Regions from separate parts of the Mus musculus genome. Here region 1 is linked to region 2. Evidence: chromatin contacts called from public Hi-C data. All regions are on one chromosome and are shown on one strand. Each heading gives the region's core, a stretch centred on a gene start, on an enhancer-like site or on the middle of the called end of the contact. The rest is flanking DNA. Distances are from core to core; before and after follow the strand shown. Region 1 overlaps Gm29683 (predicted gene, 29683). Region 2 has its middle 27 kb from the start of Gm23795.

What was found. Hi-C and Micro-C count contacts between places; a contact is called where the count stands out from the background.
Region 1: a contact with region 2 is called in a Hi-C map of uterus, with 2.9 times the contacts expected there. The contact joins two enhancer-like sites. A contact is called at or near these places in 4 of 484 Hi-C or Micro-C datasets (cerebellum, cortical neurons, embryonic stem cells and 1 more) and 5 of 115 datasets of contacts at active chromatin or transcription factors (craniofacial prominence, embryonic forebrain, embryonic stem cells and 2 more).

The regions. Positions count from the first base shown.
Region 1 is chr7:70,278,345-70,283,980 of GRCm38.p6, reverse strand. All of the region lies in intron 1 of Gm29683 (predicted gene, 29683), which reads left to right. Among named protein-coding and RNA genes, the nearest start is that of Gm29683, 57 kb to the left of the region's middle. Within about 2 kb of position 2,915, at least 14 of the 459 cell types and tissues checked have an H3K27ac peak or open chromatin away from gene starts, as enhancers often do. A contact at or near this core is called in uterus, where this site is marked.
Region 2 is chr7:68,976,022-68,981,576 of GRCm38.p6, reverse strand. No RefSeq gene overlaps it. Among named protein-coding and RNA genes, the nearest start is that of Gm23795, 27 kb to the right of the region's middle. Within about 2 kb of position 2,811, at least 18 of the 459 cell types and tissues checked have an H3K27ac peak or open chromatin away from gene starts, as enhancers often do. A contact at or near this core is called in uterus, where this site is marked.

The DNA.
Region 1 (5,636 bases), core at 1,666-4,165, 1.3 Mb before region 2:
CTTAGTGCCCCTCTCCAGACCCATTGTTTGGCAGGTGCTGGCAATTTACTCCTTATCTTGCCCATTTATGAGAGATTTTTTAAAATTAATAACAAAGGGAGAAGTGGTATTAATATTAATTAACACCATAAAATAAAACAGATTTGGGATCTCGCCCAGGGAATCCTCACAGTCTCTAATTGGAGCTTTGGAGAAAGGGGAGGAGGAGGAGAGGGGAAAGGGAGGGAGGGAAAATGTGTGTGTGTGTCTGTGTGTGTGTGTGTGTGTGTGTGTGAGAGAGAGAGAGAGAGAGAGAGAGAGAGAGAGAGAGAGAGAGATACAGATGACCTACTGGGTGACAGGCACAGGTTGGAAGGGTGACATTTTATTGTAAGCCTCCCAATGAAAGGAAGAAAAGGAAGGGACCAGTCAATTTAATGCAGGGACCAAGAGTGCAGGAGTGTTGCTAAGAGACAGAGATGCTGGTAAAGTTCTATCACAAGCCCTACTCTGACCTTATGCAAATAGAGGCGGCCAACTCTTTGTGGAAGGCTGAAAATTCCACCCCCTGTGTCACCAATACCTGGCATCCGAGCCTTTCATTCAAATGTTCTCTAAAAACACACACAGAGGATGTGACAAAGTGTGACACATCTAGGGGTTTTAGCGCACAGACACACAAACCTCACTAGGATATGGGAATAGTGATAGCACTAATAATTTTTAAATGGGAGGGGGGCGGTCAATGGCTGAGCTTCCTGAAGAATTGTCACCCACCCTTACCTTCTGTCACTGGCATCTTCCTTTAGCTGTAAAGTAATCTGAAGAGTCAGAAATTGCCCTCTCCTTGCAGAAGTAGAAGCCTATTAAGATACTGAAGTAGCTCAGAGTGTTGTCATAATTCACACCCGGAAGAGTGTGAGAGGGGAAAGTGCGAGGGTGGATGGATAGGCTGAGAGAGCTTGGTGCAGAGCAATCCCAGTTCATCTTGACACCCCCCCCAAGTGTGTGTGTGTGTGTGTGTGTGTGTGTGTGTGAGAGAGAGAGAGAGAGAGAGAGAGAGAGAGAGAGAGAGAGAGAGAGAGAGAGAGAGAGAGAAAAGAAATTTTCATTCACTATTCATCTGCCCACTCTGGTAGAAAAAAGAAATTTGGGGAAATGAGTCTCCTTAGGGAGTTGAATACTCTTAGAGTTCACGTGGGAAGGCGGACAGGACACATCCCAGTGAGCTAGTGACTCCGGATACCAGCTGTGAAAAAGGGTCTCATCATCCTAACAGAGGGGTGGGGACTTAGGTAAGTGCCTTTGAGGACAAGCCGAGGGGCATGCTCTGCCACCTGGCCCTGGGTGCCAGAAGGTGAGCTTTGAATTAGAGCTGGATGCTGGAACAGGCTCTGACCCTTGGGCTCCAGGGAGCAGCCCTTTGTGAGACAGAAGAGAGAATCCTGACTTGGAGCTCCAGTGTCTGGATTCCCCACTTTCTGCAGCACTTTCTTTCTTGTGCAGCCTCATTTCCACACGTGTCCCACTCCCTTTCACCCCGAGTTAACTATTGGTTTTTCCCTGAGTTGGAGTATTAGGAAGCCATTCACCAGGCCAAATGAAGCACCTAAAAATAACTGCTCTAGGGTACCAATACAGAGAAGTTGCCCATCACACAGAGAAATAGGTTATTTTCACAGTTCTTTAACCACCCTTGGAGCACTGTAGTTTTGGGGAACTTGAGGACCTTGGGGCTGGCTGGCAAGTAGAGGACGGGTAGGGCTTTTCTTAGCAGCTGCACACAGCCCCAGGGACTACTGGGGAGGACCGAGGGCGGCTAGACCCTGACCCAAACTGGAAAGCATCTTGCTAGGTTCCCACTCATTTCCTACAAGGCAGGAGAACAGGATCATTTTCTCTGAGTGAGGGCAAAGCCCAGCGCACACAACTTGGAAAACTCAATTTAGTCAGCCTGCTTTTTACATTCCACTCCCTCCCTCTCTTTTGATTTCAAAATTGATAACAAGCCCACCGCTGCGCATCTTTATGATAATAGTTGCAAATGAGTACGGTGCTCCCCCTACCCCCTCGACTAGGGAGCGTTTCAAGCAGTCAGTGGCAAGTAACTTCTCAGGATAACTTCTCCCTGAGATCTTCCCCCTCCCCTTTTAATGGTGGGACTTTTCATAATGTGCACAATACTATTAAAATTTCATATTAGCACTGTGTATGGTGAACTTTGTAATGGGAAATTCAATAGCTGCTGTAAATATTAATGGAATATGAAATGAAGCCACAGCCTCGACCAGCCCTGACAGTAAAACGGAGTGAGCATGTGGCGGCCCCGGGGCGAGAGAGGCCTTTCCTCTTGTCGCTCTCGCTTTATTACATTAGCGCCGGCCTCCCCACGCCGGCGTGGGCTCAGAAGCCGAGGCGCAAGGGTCACCCATGACAAATGTCCCCGTGTCTCGCCAACAGGCCCCGCCTGGCCCTGCCACTCCATCTGCTCAACAGGCCCCTGGAGAGTGCTTGCGGGTGTCAGTTTCGGGCACAGAGCTCTTGAGAGCGCCAGGTTTCCAAAAAGATAGCAGTGGTTCGGGTGCCTCCTCAAGTCACCGCTCCCTGGACCTGGGGAGGGGACAATTCCAAGCGCGTGTGTTAACGAACTCCAAGTAGCGTTCTGGGGTTGAAAGAGGTACTTTGAAAAGTCAGGCTCCCACTCCGGTCTAGATCCATGGCCCACCTTCCCCAAGCCCTATCCCAACCCGACTCTAGTCCGCAGGACCTGTCTCAGAACTCGCCTTAGGCTCTTTTTGCTGACAGCTGCCATCACCTACAGGGGCCCGGAGCAGTACGGGGGTCGTAAACTGACCCACGGGCGCCGGTTCACTCCGCCCCCAGCCTAAACCATCCGGGCAGTCGATTATCAGAGTTTAGGCCTTGGAGCGGCAAGCGCAGCCTTTTCTCAGTCGGGAATCTTCCAGAAACCACTGGGGAATGTGCTGCGTAGACTGCGGGAGATCCAGTAGTTCTTCCAGCAGCGGAGGGGCAGACCCGGCCTTTTGGAAATCTGGGGTTCCTGCTGGGGAGGACTGCGCGTAGGCAAACGTAGCCATCAACACCTTGTGCTGCGAGTTATTTCTACCGGCTGAGAACGATCCAGAATTGAGTGGCAGGCGACGGGTCTGCCTGCTCGCAGTATTTATTTTGTACCGACAGCACTTAGGAGACCTTAGTTTCTAGTTGGGACATTAATCTCCACTTGTTAGGAGATCGGCTGTCACCGTTGAGCCTTCCCACTTCTGAAGGCCGATGGTGTCCCGAGCTCCGAGCTCTGCCACACGCTACCTGGACGGTGGGGACAAGCAAGGCGGTGAGCAAACCGCAGGGGCAAAGCGTGGACACGGCGGGCCCTGCCGCCGATCGGGAGATGCCTGGAGGGTGGGGTTGGGGGAGTAAAGGAGCCCAGGACGGTAGCGAAGGGTTCCCCTTCTATTTTTACCTCGTAGAGAGGGGCGAAAGGGACTCTTTCTTATTGCAAAGATGGTTTTTAAGGCAGGACTCTCGGCTCAGAGGCGCAGCGTGCTGGCCGCCGAGTCGCGAGTCCTCCCATTTCACCGCCACTGACTGCAGAGTCAATTGCTACCTCCCTTTTACCACCCGTTTAGCTGGGGACGCGTTTCCATTCCATCTACCCCCTCCCTCTTTAAATTGTTTTCTGCCCAGTTTCTCTTCGCTCCCGGAATCAATCCAAAGCAGCGCTGCTGCTATTCCCTCATTTGCTCTCCGGGTACCCAAACATCAGGACCCAAAGGAGAGGAAATAAAGATAGGATTGAAACGCTCCAGGGGTTCCCAGGCAGAGATTGCTTCAACAAGCTAACCCTGTATTCCAGATCCCCGGCATTGCTTCAAGTGTGGTTTGCTGCTGGTCATGAACCCTTGGCCAGTCTGTCCCTCCTCCTCAGAGAGCTGAGCCTCAGCACTTCTTTGGCGCCACTAAATGCACCCCAATCCCCCAACCCCCACCAGGATCTTGCAACTTTTTCCGCCTTGCCCCTATAAAAGAGTTACACTTTCTACGAAGACTTAAAAAAAAAAAAGACAAGAAATGGATATAGGTTTTGTAACCGTTAAATAACTTTCCCAGCGTGTATTAAAGGAAGATTGTATTTTATCAACAGCTGATTGATGCCCGTGTGATCCTGTCGGTTTGTCTATAGTATCATATTTATTTAACCTGCTGGGGGACCGTGTTCCGGGGCAGCCTGTTCACGCTGACAAGAGCGTGCACATTACACACTACCCCAGGTATTTTGATTGATTGTTCCCACCCTAAAGCCTTTGGTTCATAATTTAGCACAGCGGGTTCTGCATCACAGACTAGGCTAAAAAAAAAAAAAAAAAAAAAAAAAGAATCCTGTAAGAGATTTCAATGAACAACTACTGGCAACAAACCGTTCTCTACCTGAAACCCCCAAATATTTTAATATCTTAACAATCACAAAACATTCAACTCTTATTTACCCCATTTTTCAGAAGTGGTATCAGAGAATGCATTTTGAGACTGTGGCTGGACCAGTCAGTATTTCTTGAACTAGAGTTGAAGTGGTGAGGACACAGCTCCCCCCCCCCCTCTTTTTCTTTCTCTTGCAATAGCAGGCTTGGGTGCTGAAGGAGCAGGGAGAAAAGAATGGGCCATCCCCACAGACGCTTCTCCTGTGTGGCTTTGGAATGTAGTTCATAAGGTCTTTTGCTGGAATTACTACCATTGTTTAACTCCACGAATGAACGAGGAGAGGCTCCTTCTTTTGTTTTCCTTCAGAAGACAAACTCTTCAGTGTACCTAAGAAACATTCAAAAATATTTGTGTACTTAAAAAAAAAGTAAACCACCTCAGCTGTCTAGCAAAAATGTAACCTGAAGTTAGTAATACCTACTGCAGAATCCAGCAAATACTCTCTCTTCTCTTAAGGGATTTCTAAGAAGGCAGCTTGTTGGCGAAACTTATTTTTCTGAGCCCCAGCAAAAGCACATGTTTTACCTCACGTGCATTTAGCCAATTGTTTTGGCTGTGATAAACATGGGAGACTTCTTCCTGTATTATTGTTGTTCTGGCTAGTAATGGTTTTTTGTTGTTGTTGTTGTTGTTGTTTTTTAAAGGATGAGAAAACAAGTTTGAAATGTGTGTTGTTTCCAGTGATGTAATGATGCTGTGTGTGCCTGGTAGTCTTGCATTTGTCTTTTAGAGATTCTTGAAGCCTGTAAGGTCATCTTGGCAGCATCCTGTATCTAACCAACCTCCCTCCCCAGACTTTATTTTGGTATTCTAGGTTGGATGGGTTGGCCATTATCACAATGGCCAATGGCATGAATTTCCAGGATGTAGATATGTAGACATTAAAGAAAGACATCAAGGGAATAATTGTCCTCCCATAAGTCAATATAGGTAATACAGTGCCCTCCTTCACTTCTTAGGTTATTATTGGGGCAAAACAATTTTTTTAAAAAAATCTATCTAGTGATAATAGATACTGGTGATAGCAATCATTAAAACTTCCTTCTTCGTTTCTTCTTCATTTTTGAATATTATTCATAGAAGCTATCTTTGGGCTTGATGTATGCGTTTAAATAAGGATAAAGACATTAACCAAGTTTTATATCCTCCCATTTCTA
Region 2 (5,555 bases), core at 1,562-4,061:
TTGCCTGTAACAAATGGCTCTGTGCTGGTTCTTATTACCCGGAAGCCTCCTTTGTCTGGCTGGGTATTGCCACAGTCTATCGGAAAGTATTTGTCAACAATTACATGTCTATTAAGGCACAGTCAATCAGTGTGGGCCCAAACAGCCAGGCCTCTAGGGCTCAACTATTGATAGGAGACTGTCAATATCCCATCGAATCCTTTTCTCCACAAAACACAGTCATCTAGCCGAAATCATTGTCTGAGACAAACGCAGAAGGCCAGCTTTCCTCTCGCGTCCACGGATGTCCCACTCTTTAATCTAACATTCAATTTGAATGAGTAAGAGCCTTTTTAAATGTTCAGAATCTAGGCTCCTTTTAAAGCACTGCCCACACTGAGTTTGGGAGGGAAGATATTTAACATAATCAGCCGTGGTAGGGAAGTTCACCTAGGAGTGTTGAATTACTCCTGAACATAAGAAGTCCAGATGAAAATTAGCGAAAGACACTTGAAATTTGCTTCACAGTCATTATACCTGTCCCTCCAGTACTGAGTCTCAGGCATTCATTTACCTGGCTCAGGACAAACGGTGGTGGTCTTAACAGTATTTTTTTTTCCCCTGCCCATTCAACTTCAAACCGGACTACAAATTTTGCTATCATTGTTATAAAGAGCTGTTCTTCAAAGAAAATATACTGAGAGCCTCTTGTGACTGTTTTAAAGCCCCCAACTCCAAAAACAAAAGGAAACACTGAGAAAGTGGGGGAGGGCAAGGGAAAAGAAATTGCCTAAGTAAGGCTGTATCCTTTGAACTGGCAACTCCCTGCATCACAGAATACAGCAGTTGTCCTCCAACAAAAGACAGCATCAAACCGACTCCAAAAAAGCCCAAGACACCCAAGAATATTAAAAGCAGATGTGATATTCAGAGCCTCTGGACCATGTGAGGTGCCTTTTAAGTTCTGTTAAATCAAGGGTTTATAAAATTACAGAAACAAACATTTTTTTTTTCTTTTGCAGAAGGTGTTTCTTAGAATCTTCATTCCTGGGATTTTCAGCCTCAGCCTCTCAAGCGGTGGAGAAACGAGTGGGAAGAGGACTCAGCTACCCAGGTCAAATCCAGATAGACTTGCCCCTCAGAGCCTGTCTTCATTCTGTGTCTTGTGTTCATAATCCAAAGCCCAAATGATTCAAATACTGAGATAGAGCCAGGAAAGGTCAAAATGCTGCCAGAAGGTCCAGGTGAAGTTTCTACGAGTTAGTGTAAAAATGGGAAATTAAAATTCAAAGGATTCAAATAAAGTGGGAGAGCCGCCTCGGGTCTCATGCGGGGAGGTGGGTTTGCCCGTTCCATTTCTTGGCCTCAGCGTCAGAGGCACACATTAATTAAATTACCAGCCTCCAGTCTGAAGTAGATCGTCTGCAGCTCAGAAATCCTGGGGTCCTTTCTGCACGTGATGGCCACAAACACCATATCTGACATCTTTCTAGTTCCCCGAGCACAGCTGCTGTGCTAGTCCATTACAGACATCCAAATGTAATCTACCATAGGACTTTTGCGTAGTAGACTCATAGTTCATTTCAGATGTTTGCACGGGGAATTTTTATACGTGGACTTAAAAATATTCTAAGAGCATAAATTGTGAAAGGCCTAGGTCAGGAACCCAAGTCATAAAGGGCCCCTGGGCAGTCACTTCCCAGCAGTCGGCCATCATGGCCAAGGGGGCAGCTGATCTCCGTTTCTGAGAGCTCCATTATGGGTATTTACAAAATAAACAATGCAAGCAAGTTCATGATTGTCATCCTTAATAATATGCATTACAGCAAGCCTTTAAATAAATATACAAGCCATAGATGTTCACCAGGCCTATTGCACCTTTACTTCTACACAGATCCAAGGCATTGTCTTTGTTGTGTTAGGGGAAAAAAAAAAAAACCTGACTCTTCATAGAACAGAAACAATAACAAAAAGCAATCATTATTTTAAATAACTCACCAATGTTCAGAAGCTCTGCTCGGGTTTCCAAGCAGGAAAGTCAGCAAGTTCACAGCTGGGGTGAGAACTTGGTCTCATTAGTCTCAGGTTTTCGAGGCACATTCGCAAAGCAGGAATACAAAATGTTCTCTCTCGGTGCTTCAGTAATTAACTGTCTTTGAGAAGGAAAGACAAACAAATAAATAAATAATATGATCGTTCAGAGTTCAAACCGATCGGGTTGCACAGTCTAAAATGCATCTGCGTAACACTCCCTTCAGACTTTATTTTGTAAGCACCCACACTCACAAAACAAAACAAAACAAAATTGAAAGCTCACTAATCTTTCACAGCAACATGTGTCAAAAAATGTGAGCAACTTTGAAGGATTTTAACTGGATAGGTCCAGACATCTGGGTGCTACTGGCCCAAGGTCTCACTGAGAATGTCTTCTGGAACCGTCTCCATTTTTTAAATCATTATTTTTTAGATATTTTATGTAATTGCTTATTTTTCATATGTTCTCTCTCTATTATTGTAGCCTATTCTCATCAGGTAATAACTAATTAAAAATAGGAAGCAAGTAAAAGCATTATTCAAACTGGTAGAAATTTACATTCTATAAAACTTAAAGTTTGTCAGGAAAGAACTTCAACTCTTGATTTTTGTTTTGTTTTGCTTAAACTGCATACACAGCAGTGAGAAATGTGCAGTGTCATTTTATATTTACGTGCAGTGGGAACCCATGGATGCGTAGAAAACATCATTCTTTGCTAACAGAGAGTAAGTAAAAGGCTTCCTAGGGAAACCGCATGAACAGGGATTAGCCGTGATTATTTGGCTAGCCAAAATCCCAAGTGCTTGAAGGATCCTGAGCACCAGTGTGTTACTTTCACTTTGCACCAAGTCTTTTGTTAAGAGTCATAGCAGGGATTTTCAGGGAGATATTTGCTAACTTTTTTTTTTTTTTTAACTTTTGTCAGAAGGAAGGCTAAGACATAGACAGCAAATGAGACTCAGAAAGTGCAGAGTATTCCAAGACACCACACAGCTTCTAGCTTCCCTTAGAGAGAGAGAGAGAGAGAGAGAGAGAGAGAGAGAGAGAGAGTCTCTATCTGACTAGGACTCTGTCAGAGGTCTCTCCATACTTTGAAATTCGCTCTTTCACAATTCTAAAGAGCTCCAAAATGTTAGCAAATTAAACAATTTGTCTCCCTGGAAGCCTAGGCACATTTCAGAGCTTAGACTAGAAAAGAGGTAAAGGGAGCCTGGTTGAGTTCTTTTGACTTAACTGCTCGCTTGCTCTCTGCATGCAACTTTTAGGTAGAGAGGGGCCTAAATGTGCATGCTAGAAGCTGGAGTCACACCCCTGCCAGAGGCTTAGGGGAGAGAGGTGAGGGGTGCTGTCCTTGCCCATTGTTCTGACTCCCAATGGCACGACTGTCTTAGGATGCTTTTGAACAGCAAAAAGAGAGGACAGCAGCCCACACTATTCTTCTCCTGTTCCCAAATTCAATATTAACAGGCTGTATTTTCCACGTGTTTTGACATATACAGGTCTCTAAAGAACATTTATTTAAGTTTTGCATTGCTAAAACTGCAGGTCTCTCTCTCTGGCCAAGCTCAGGGACCCGAAGGAGGGGCAACTGGACTCACTGACATCTCCCAGTGTGAGATGTCACTCCTAAAGGAATCTAAGTGAAAAAAAAAAATGGAAGAAAGGAAGAAGGAAAAAGAAAGACAATAAAGAAGCAGGTTCGACTCAGCACATTTACAGAGAGTGTGGACTTTGGTTTGAATTCACAACATCTACGGGCAAATCCTGGATGGCATAAGGAAGAAAGCATTTTTCAACCAATGCTTTCATAGAAGTATTTCCTGCTCAATTCAATAATATACTTTTTAAGTTTTACACAAATTAACATTCATTCAAATTTGGAATTATTTAAAAACACACCAGACCCTTCATTTGCTTATACATACACACACACACACACACACACAAACACACACACACAAAGGCACACACATAGGCATACACACACACACACACACTGGTACACACACACACACACATACACACACATACACTGTACACCCTACTGCAAATTTTTAGAATTGGGACAAAATAAAAGTCTTTGATAATCACTTTGTCTATTTAATTAGGAAGAATTATTTCCTGTTTTTCAATTCAGCAATTTCTCTCTGAACAATAGATTAGGACCCACCTTCAAATAATAATTACAAGGAAAAAAAATCTAGCATTTTTTAGCAGTGAAAGCCCAGAAGCTTCTGCCAAAATCTGCGGTATCTTACTGCCATCTACTGGCTTAGGCTGTACCGTTATGATTTAAAGGTACAGGGTTGCATTGCCAGAACTAAAACATTTGGAACCAAACACACTCTGGAGGATCTGCTCAAGGACATCGTTATTTTGTGTGTGGTCCTAAGTGTTTAAAAATATTTTTTAAATGTTACAGGAATTTCTGGGTCTGGCTTAGGCCTGAGTAGCTGAAAAGATAATGTCACTCCAGTCTCTCAAACTTCAGAACTCCAAAGGCAATAGCCATCGTTCCTGTCTCTCATATGCTATGCAATCCAACACTTACACATATGCACACACACACACACACACACACACACACACACACACTCTCAAACACACACACACTCACACATACACAGACACACAGACACCCAGACACATGCGCATGCACCCCACATGGTCATTCTATAAACAATACCGCCAGCCTTCGTTCCATGACCTGCTCACTTTCACTTGCTTTCATGGTGGCTGTCACATTAAATATCAAATGAGACAGAGAACAGTTTTCAGGATGAACTGCTCATGTCCCGTACCTGCCTGAATCACTTCTACTGGCACAACCAACAGTTGGGTAAATTGGCAGCCAGAAACACCACACACTCATTTGCCCTCAAGCAGTTTCTCCATCGTTCCTCTCTGATTTTGCAGGTGTTCTTTTTTTGGTTGGTTTTTGGTTTTTCTTTATAACAATTCTTTTGAGCCCTTAGCGCCAGCCAGCATAAACATTATTTGTCTCAGAATGCTACTTTCTTTTCCAATTCCTTAATGACGATGCATTTGTCATTCATCAATATTATTATTTATTTATCATAACGCTCTCTAGTTAGAGTGGGTACATTGTGGGCAGATATTATGGGCAGATTCTAGAATATCATTTAAGTGCCTCCCATACTGCCTAGCACATCATAAAACGCCAAGCAATGGCAGCTAAATCTTTTGATTATCACAAGTTCATACAAATATGATTTGAATCTCTGACACAAGTTGCTGCACTATTAGTGTGGATTCTAAAGACAATTGACTGGAAGCCATCTTCTGCCTTATCTACTTGTCACAGTTGCTCACACGTGGTCAAAGAAGCTGCTCGCCTTCTGTGTCTGATGTCCCAGCTGCCAGGGGAACGCCCTACTTTATTTATTAACCAAGAGTCCGTGCATTTTGGGCTTTTAAGCTTCTTGAAGCAGAACCTCTTCAGACACATTTTTCTTGCTGAAACAAGAGCAACCTTTCAAACCAATAAGAAGACAGAAGCAGGAGAGACAGGAATTAAGAA